2 separate regions of the Oryctolagus cuniculus genome follow, and region 1 is linked to region 2. The links are chromatin contacts, called in public Hi-C maps. All regions are on one chromosome and are shown on one strand. The core of a region is the stretch at or near the end of the contact, and the rest is flanking DNA. Distances in the headings are between cores, read along the strand shown.

Evidence for each region. Hi-C and Micro-C count contacts between places; a contact is called where the count stands out from the background.
Region 1: a contact with region 2 is called in a Hi-C map of liver, with 5 times the contacts expected there. The contact joins the enhancer-like site here to the promoter of TSTD1 in region 2. A contact is called at or near these places in 3 of 6 Hi-C or Micro-C datasets (ear pinna, liver and an unstated tissue).

What each region holds. Positions count from the first base shown.
Region 1 is chr7:37,797,024-37,800,243 of mOryCun1.1, reverse strand. F11R (F11 receptor) reads right to left here. Exons shown (of 10, transcript XM_070077463.1): 7 at 3,140-3,220; 8 at 2,889-2,901; 9 at 2,549-2,597; 10 at 1,485-2,388. The coding sequence ends at 2,353. Among named protein-coding and RNA genes, the nearest start is that of F11R, 25 kb to the right of the region's middle. Within about 2 kb of position 1,688, at least 2 of the 8 cell types and tissues checked have an H3K27ac peak or open chromatin away from gene starts, as enhancers often do.
Region 2 is chr7:37,757,586-37,760,644 of mOryCun1.1, reverse strand. TSTD1 (thiosulfate sulfurtransferase like domain containing 1) reads right to left here and starts at 1,400. Exons shown (of 4, transcript XM_051858463.2): 1 at 1,267-1,400; 2 at 707-893; 3 at 148-310; 4 at 1-62. The coding sequence starts at 830. The coding sequence ends at 11. It overlaps USF1 (upstream transcription factor 1), which reads right to left. Exons shown (of 11, transcript NM_001082635.1): 8 at 3,021-3,059; 9 at 2,778-2,872; 10 at 2,401-2,529; 11 at 2,072-2,226. The coding sequence ends at 2,137.

The DNA of each region.
Region 1 (3,220 bases), core at 439-2,938, 39 kb before region 2:
ATGGAAAAGCTAAATTAAAAAGTAACTATCGGGGCCAGCACTGTGGTGTAGGTTAAGCTGTAGTCTTGGTGCCAGCATCCCCTATGGGTGCCTGTTTGGGTCCTGGCTGTTCCACTTCCATCCAGCTCCCTGCTAATGTGCTTGGGAAAGCAGTGGAAGATGGCCCAAGAACTTGGGTCCCTGCACCCCTATGGGAGACCTGGAAAAAGCTCCTGGCTCCTGGCTTTGGCCTGGCCTAGCCCCAGCAGTTGAGCCATTCGGGGAGTGAACCAGCAGATGGACGGTCTCTCTCCCTCCCTCTTAAAAAAAAAAAAAAAAAGTAACTATCAGAAGCATGCGAGGAAGCATATCTCTAATCTCTTAATAATATGATTACCAGGAAAAGTTTGGACATCCAAGTCTCTCTGGGAGTCCCAGTTCTCTTTATACAGAACTTCAGGATTTAAACGAACTCAATGTGAAAAATAAACATTTATTAAAAAAGTAGTTTTGACATTCTAAAATGAAGCAGACAGGGTGTTTTCCAACTCAAAAGGGCTCTCGTAAGATGGAGAGGTAAATTCCAAGGCTGGCCGTAACTGACTCATACTCTTGACAAGTGGCTCTGAGAGAGGAACCATAGCTTACCAGAGCCATGAATCACCTGCTCCTCCCCACCCCATCTTCCAACCACAATACGCAACTGAAGCATACTTTAAAAATCTCATCCTTACTGAACCATACCACGATCTCTACTTAGTGAATTGGATCTTATTTCCTCTGGAAATATTTTTTGTTACTGGGACACACATGACCCTTAACCCTCTTTTTTTTTTTTTTTTTTTTTTTTTTAAATCCATAATAGAAAACTCAACTTTGAGTTAGGGATTTTCAGATATGGGGCTAGAACATGACAAAGTGGCATTCACGTGCCACAGAAAGAAATAAAAGATAGTCAACAGGACCCTTTCTTTGCTCTCTTGCTACATAATAAATAGATTGAGGGATTGTAGAAGATGGGGAAACAGAAATTTAGGGGCAGAGAAGGTTCTAGATGGGAAGAAGAAAGCAATGATGGCCAGGCTTGCCTTGCTTAGGAGGCTTCAGTCTCTCCTGAACCCCATCCCAGTAGACAAAGCATCAGTTACTACTTCACACTAAAGTTCTCCAAAGGATCTGAGGAACTCCCTGCCTCGGCCCCAAAGCAGCTCTGCCGGCAGCCCTAGAGAAGTCCATTAATGCACCTGGCTGGGCGGGAAGAGGGAGGGGGCACCCTCTCCTCTCACCTGGCTGAGCAGGCCGAGCAGAAGGCCTGGTCACAGAGGGTTCTGGAACGCGTGCTCCAGGAAGCAGCTCTGCCTTGAGATAGGAAACAGGAAGCGAGGCAGGACAGGGTCCTGGGAACCAGCCCCCGGCTGCAGGGAAGGCATTTTCCTGTTTGAACAAAGGAGCTCAGGGACCCTCAAAGATCTCCTTTCTCCAGCTTCCCACAAAAAGAACCTTCGACAAGTCAACTTTTTATTTCCAACATCCAGCTAAGACAAACGCACAGAAACGCAATCTCACCAAAGAGCTAAGATACCTCCCAACATCCATCCAATTTCAGCATTTGGCTAAGACCACACACACACACACACACACACACACGCACACACGGGCTCAGCTGCCACACACGGCCCCACAGACACACACAGTCTCAGAGGGCTCTGTCCAGTTGTTCCAGCCAAGGGAAGGGTGACGGTCTGGGCTACCAGCTCCAGCTTTTCTTCAGAGCTGTGGTTTTAAATCTTTTCCACTCCGTGTCCCCTGAAGGTTTACTGTGCTTCGGCTTTCCTACGGACACAGCGCCAGTCTGCTTTTGTTCAGACGGAGGACAGGACCCCGTGGCACTTCCGGTGAGGAGACAGAACAGTGGGCTCCAGAGATGGAGGAGATTTAACGTCATCACCAAACAACGGTTCCAGCCGCTCCAGTCTCCGACCCCCACTCCAGAATGGCTGGCACTGGCTCTCCATGGGGAGGGAAACCGATTCAGAAGCCACTGCGGCCCAGCTGGGTAGCGATGGCGGGTTTCAGGAAGCCCCACCCCTCTGGCTGTCTACGTAGAAGGGAGTTAATAGGCACAGCCGGGATTCCTGTCTGACCCCTCATAGGCTGAGGAATACGAATTTTCTACAATCCCAGGCCACTCGGCAGCAGCAGGATTGAGAGAGAGTGTGTACAGGGAGAAGGGGCACATAGCTGACATCATTAAAAAACACATCCTAACTGAGATGCTAGTAGAGGGCCTGTGAAAACTACAGACACCAGGGGCTAGAGTCTAGTAGCACCGGAGTAAGGCAAGCACAGGACCAGGCGGGAGCCAGACCAGGGTCACACCAGGAATGACGAGGTCTGTTTGAATTCGCCCTGGGGAGAGAAAACATCCAGTCAACTCTCTCTAGTTTTCTTTAGCCTACAATCCCCCAAACACAGGCACACACAGGCTGGGAACCCCCTCACTCCCTGGGAGTGTGTGGGGGTGTGCGTGTGTGTGCAGAGGTCCCCTTCCCCAGGGCAGTGTACTCACGTCACTTCTAGCAGTGGGCTGGCTGTAGATCACCTTCTTGCTGGAGGTCCTGCAGATGAAGATGGAAGATGGAGACACTCAGGTCCCCAGGTGCAGAGCCACCCCCTCCCCTCCAACTTCAGAGGGCAGAACCAAGAACTTTACAGAAGTGCTCAGCAGAGAGGTGTGCACAGAGGGAGACAGGACAAGGCCAGGGTCACAGCAAGCAGGGGTAGAAATCCCAAGGTCTTCCCCCGAGGCTGGCTGTCTCCTTCTCCAGCCCATCCCCCTGGGCCCATGCTGCAAACCACATGCATCCACGTTTTCACCTCCGACAATCCCAGGACAACATGTCACTCACCCTTTCTTTGTTCCTAGAAGAGAAAAAAAAAAAAATGGGATCTTGAGTGTCAGCAGGGTACAAGACAGCATGGCACACACAATGAGGGGACTAGCACGGGGCATCTGATACATGCTAGATCAGGTGACCCATGCTCCTGGGGAGGGGGGGAGACACCCATATCCAGGGACAAAGTGTCAGGGTCAGGGCTCGGAGAGCACCCATGAACCCATGCCTGGGATGGAGACAACACAAAGGAGAGCCAAACTCACTGTCAAAGTAGCCTCGGCTATAGGCAAACCAGATGCCTGCGATCAAGACTCCAAGGAGAATCAGCGTGACCAGGACAGCAG
Region 2 (3,059 bases), core at 151-2,650:
CACCTCCAACCTAACCCTGTTGCTCCAACCATTCTCTATAGGCCCCAGCGTAGTTTCGTGCCCTGTGGAGACAAGGAGGGGGTGAAGGGCAGCCCCAGCAGGCGGTCCCCAGGGCCTTCCCCACAGCAAGGCAGGCCTGTCCCATACCCTGTGTATCCAAGCTTCCGGGCCAGCTGCGCGGCCTGGGAGCCCCGCCGGCCCATCTGACAGAAGAAAACGAGGTTCTCCTCCTCCAGCGTGGGCTTCTGAGCGGAGTACCTGGCCTGGAAAGCAGCCGGCTCCATCTGCAGGGCGCTTTCCAGCTCGGACACTGGCAGGGGTGGAGAGGACACAATGCCGAGCCCGCAGTCTGGGGGCTTCGGAAGCAGGGCCTGGAGTCCCAGTGGCGGAACGAATCTCCAGGGGGCCCCAAAACAACCTACAGCGTTCCCATACCACCCTGCCCCGCCCCATCTAAGGGACTAGCCGCAGCCCAGCGCTTAGCTTAGCTCGGGTCAGCCAAACAGCCTTTGACCGGAGCCGCTTCCCCGCGGGAGGGGGGGGGGGGCGGGCAGAAAGAGGCTGGCCCACCCCCCTCCTCACTGCCTACTATCCCCTCAAACTGGATGGGCCAGTTCGGCTGCCAGGACCCGCCTCCAACCAGCCCTTCGCTAGGGAGGCTGAGGGCTGTCTTAAAGGAACGCAGGACCCCGATTGCTGCGCCTACCCCTCGGTGAGCCCTTCCCGGCTGTCCTAGTCTGACACGGGGACCTCCCTTCTCCATCTTGTACCCGGGATGTTGAGCGCCCCCGGGATCGTCCCCGCTGCTGCTTCCTCCCGAGATCGCACATCGAAGAGCCGGGCGCGACCAGCGGCTAGGAGTGATCGGAGTTCGGGGAGCGAGACCGTGGGTGCTGAGGAAGGGAGCACGAGCGCCTTCAGGGAAGAGGGTTCCCAAGGCACAGCAGCCGCGGCGCCCCCTCCCCTGGCTGCGGGCCAATCCATTGAGGCGAGCGGGGCGGGGGGGCACCTCAGCCCCGCTGCCCCACTTCCACCCACGGGGCCTCCACGCGCGCCCGCAGCCACTTATCAGGGCGAGGTCCCAGGTCTACCCTGCAGGTACCTCCAGCCATGGTGCGCGCCGCGATTGCAAATCCCAGGAATAAGGCCAAGGCACTCCCCCTCGGTGCCGGTAACATCTCTCCCTCCCTCCAGGAGCCAACCGGAACCGGAAGCGGAGGGAGAGCCTCCCGCTCCGCCCCCGCAGCACCTGTTAGTGGTGCCTACCACCAGTCCACCGGATATCCTAGCGAGTCCCCAGCGTGGGCAGGAAACGACTCATTAGTCTGGCAGCGGTAGAGGCACTAGGTGATGAGCATAAAAGCAGCATCCCACCCTAAACCCGGCCCAGCCCTTCGTGGTCCAAAAGCCAGGAATGCCCTCCCTTCCGCCCTGGGGCCCACAAAAGGAGGAGAAAAAGACAACTGTGGCTCTGAACAATTTTATCTTTAAAAAAAAAAAAAAAAAGGGAAAAAAAAAAAGAAAAGGAAAAAAACCACCCCACGAAGGGGAAGGCCCTAAGTGGGCCTTGCCTGCTGTCCTCCCTGGCTCCAGAGACTTCTGCATAGGCCGTACTGCTTGCTGGCTAGCCTCCTCTGTGGGACAGCAGCCACTGCTGAGCATCCTAACCCCACTTCTTACTTGAGCCTGTTCCTCAGAGCCCCCGGGTACAAAGCTGAACCTCAGCTCCAGGCAAGGGACCAATGGAAGCGCCCGAGCCCCGTGGCAAACCAGAGCTCGCGGTCAGCAGGTCCTCTGCTGGGCACTCTAGGCAAGCGCAGGGCAGGCCCTCCTCCCCCCGGCTCCATGTGTCCAGTCTCCGGCGTGGGGACAGCACATGCATTGTGCAAGAGGAGCACAAGGGCCCGGGGAGCTGGATGGCGAGGGGGTGGGCAAGGCGGTCAGGGCAGGTCCACACTGTGTGTTTCCCACCACTGCGGTCTGCCATGGCGCAGGGCCTCAGTTCAGAGACACGGCTTCTGAACTCCCCCCAGGCCCAGGCCGGGAAGCGGGCAGTGAAGGAAAGGGGCGTGGGATTGGCCTGTTGCTCCTGGGCTAGCTGCAGTTCCCGGGCCCAAAGCCCCCACATCCCCATGGTTAGTTGCTGTCGTTCTTGATGACGACTTCCAATCCGTGGTGCCGCAGCTGAGCCCGCAGCAGCAGGTTCTTGTTTTTAAGATCTTCCACCTGACACAGGAAACAGGTAGTAAGGGGAACGGATTAAACAAAGGGAACACTGCCAGCCCCCCCCCACCCCGAACCCATTCAGAGGGTCCCCTGGTGAGGCCCTCTCCACGGATGATGCCACAAAGAATCTGAAACCAGCTCTGCGGCTGCGAGGGGGACCGGGGGGCGTCGGACCTGCTGTCGAAGCACATCGTTGTCCAGCTGCAGCTGGTCGAGCCCCTGCAGCTCCTCAGACAACCGGTGGTTACTCTGCCGAAGCTCCTGGATGTAATCACAAGCTTTGGACAGGATTCCACCTTTACTCTGCAAGACAAAGCCGACCAAATGAGGTCTAGCCTTGAAGACATCTGGCCTGTCCAAAAGCATGCTCACGCTTCGGACCTCACTGTCCCCTAAGGATGGCACCGTGACACCTCCCAGAGGCACAGGACCCTCGGAGAGAGGGAAGGGAAGACCACTGCCACGCTGTGTCCCTCTCTCCACCATTTCTGGAAACGATACCAGGAGACAGAATTCAGGCGGCCTGCCCACCACCAGGGCCTTGCCATGACCTGGCCAGACTTGGTGCTCTCCATGGAGCAGTCTGGGATGATCTTAGACAGCTGCACAATCCAATTGTTGATCTTGTCTCGGCGGCGGCGCTCCACTGCGGGGCAAAGTGACTCCGTGAAAACTCACCACAGCCTAGGGTGAAAACTACCTAACCTCCCCTCCCCCAGCCCCGCCCGCCAGATGTCCCTGCTGCCCCCACTCCCACACAACCGCTCCCTGCTTCACACTCAGATCCAGCTCACCTTCGTTGTGCTGAGCCCTGCGTTTCTCATCCCGAGTCG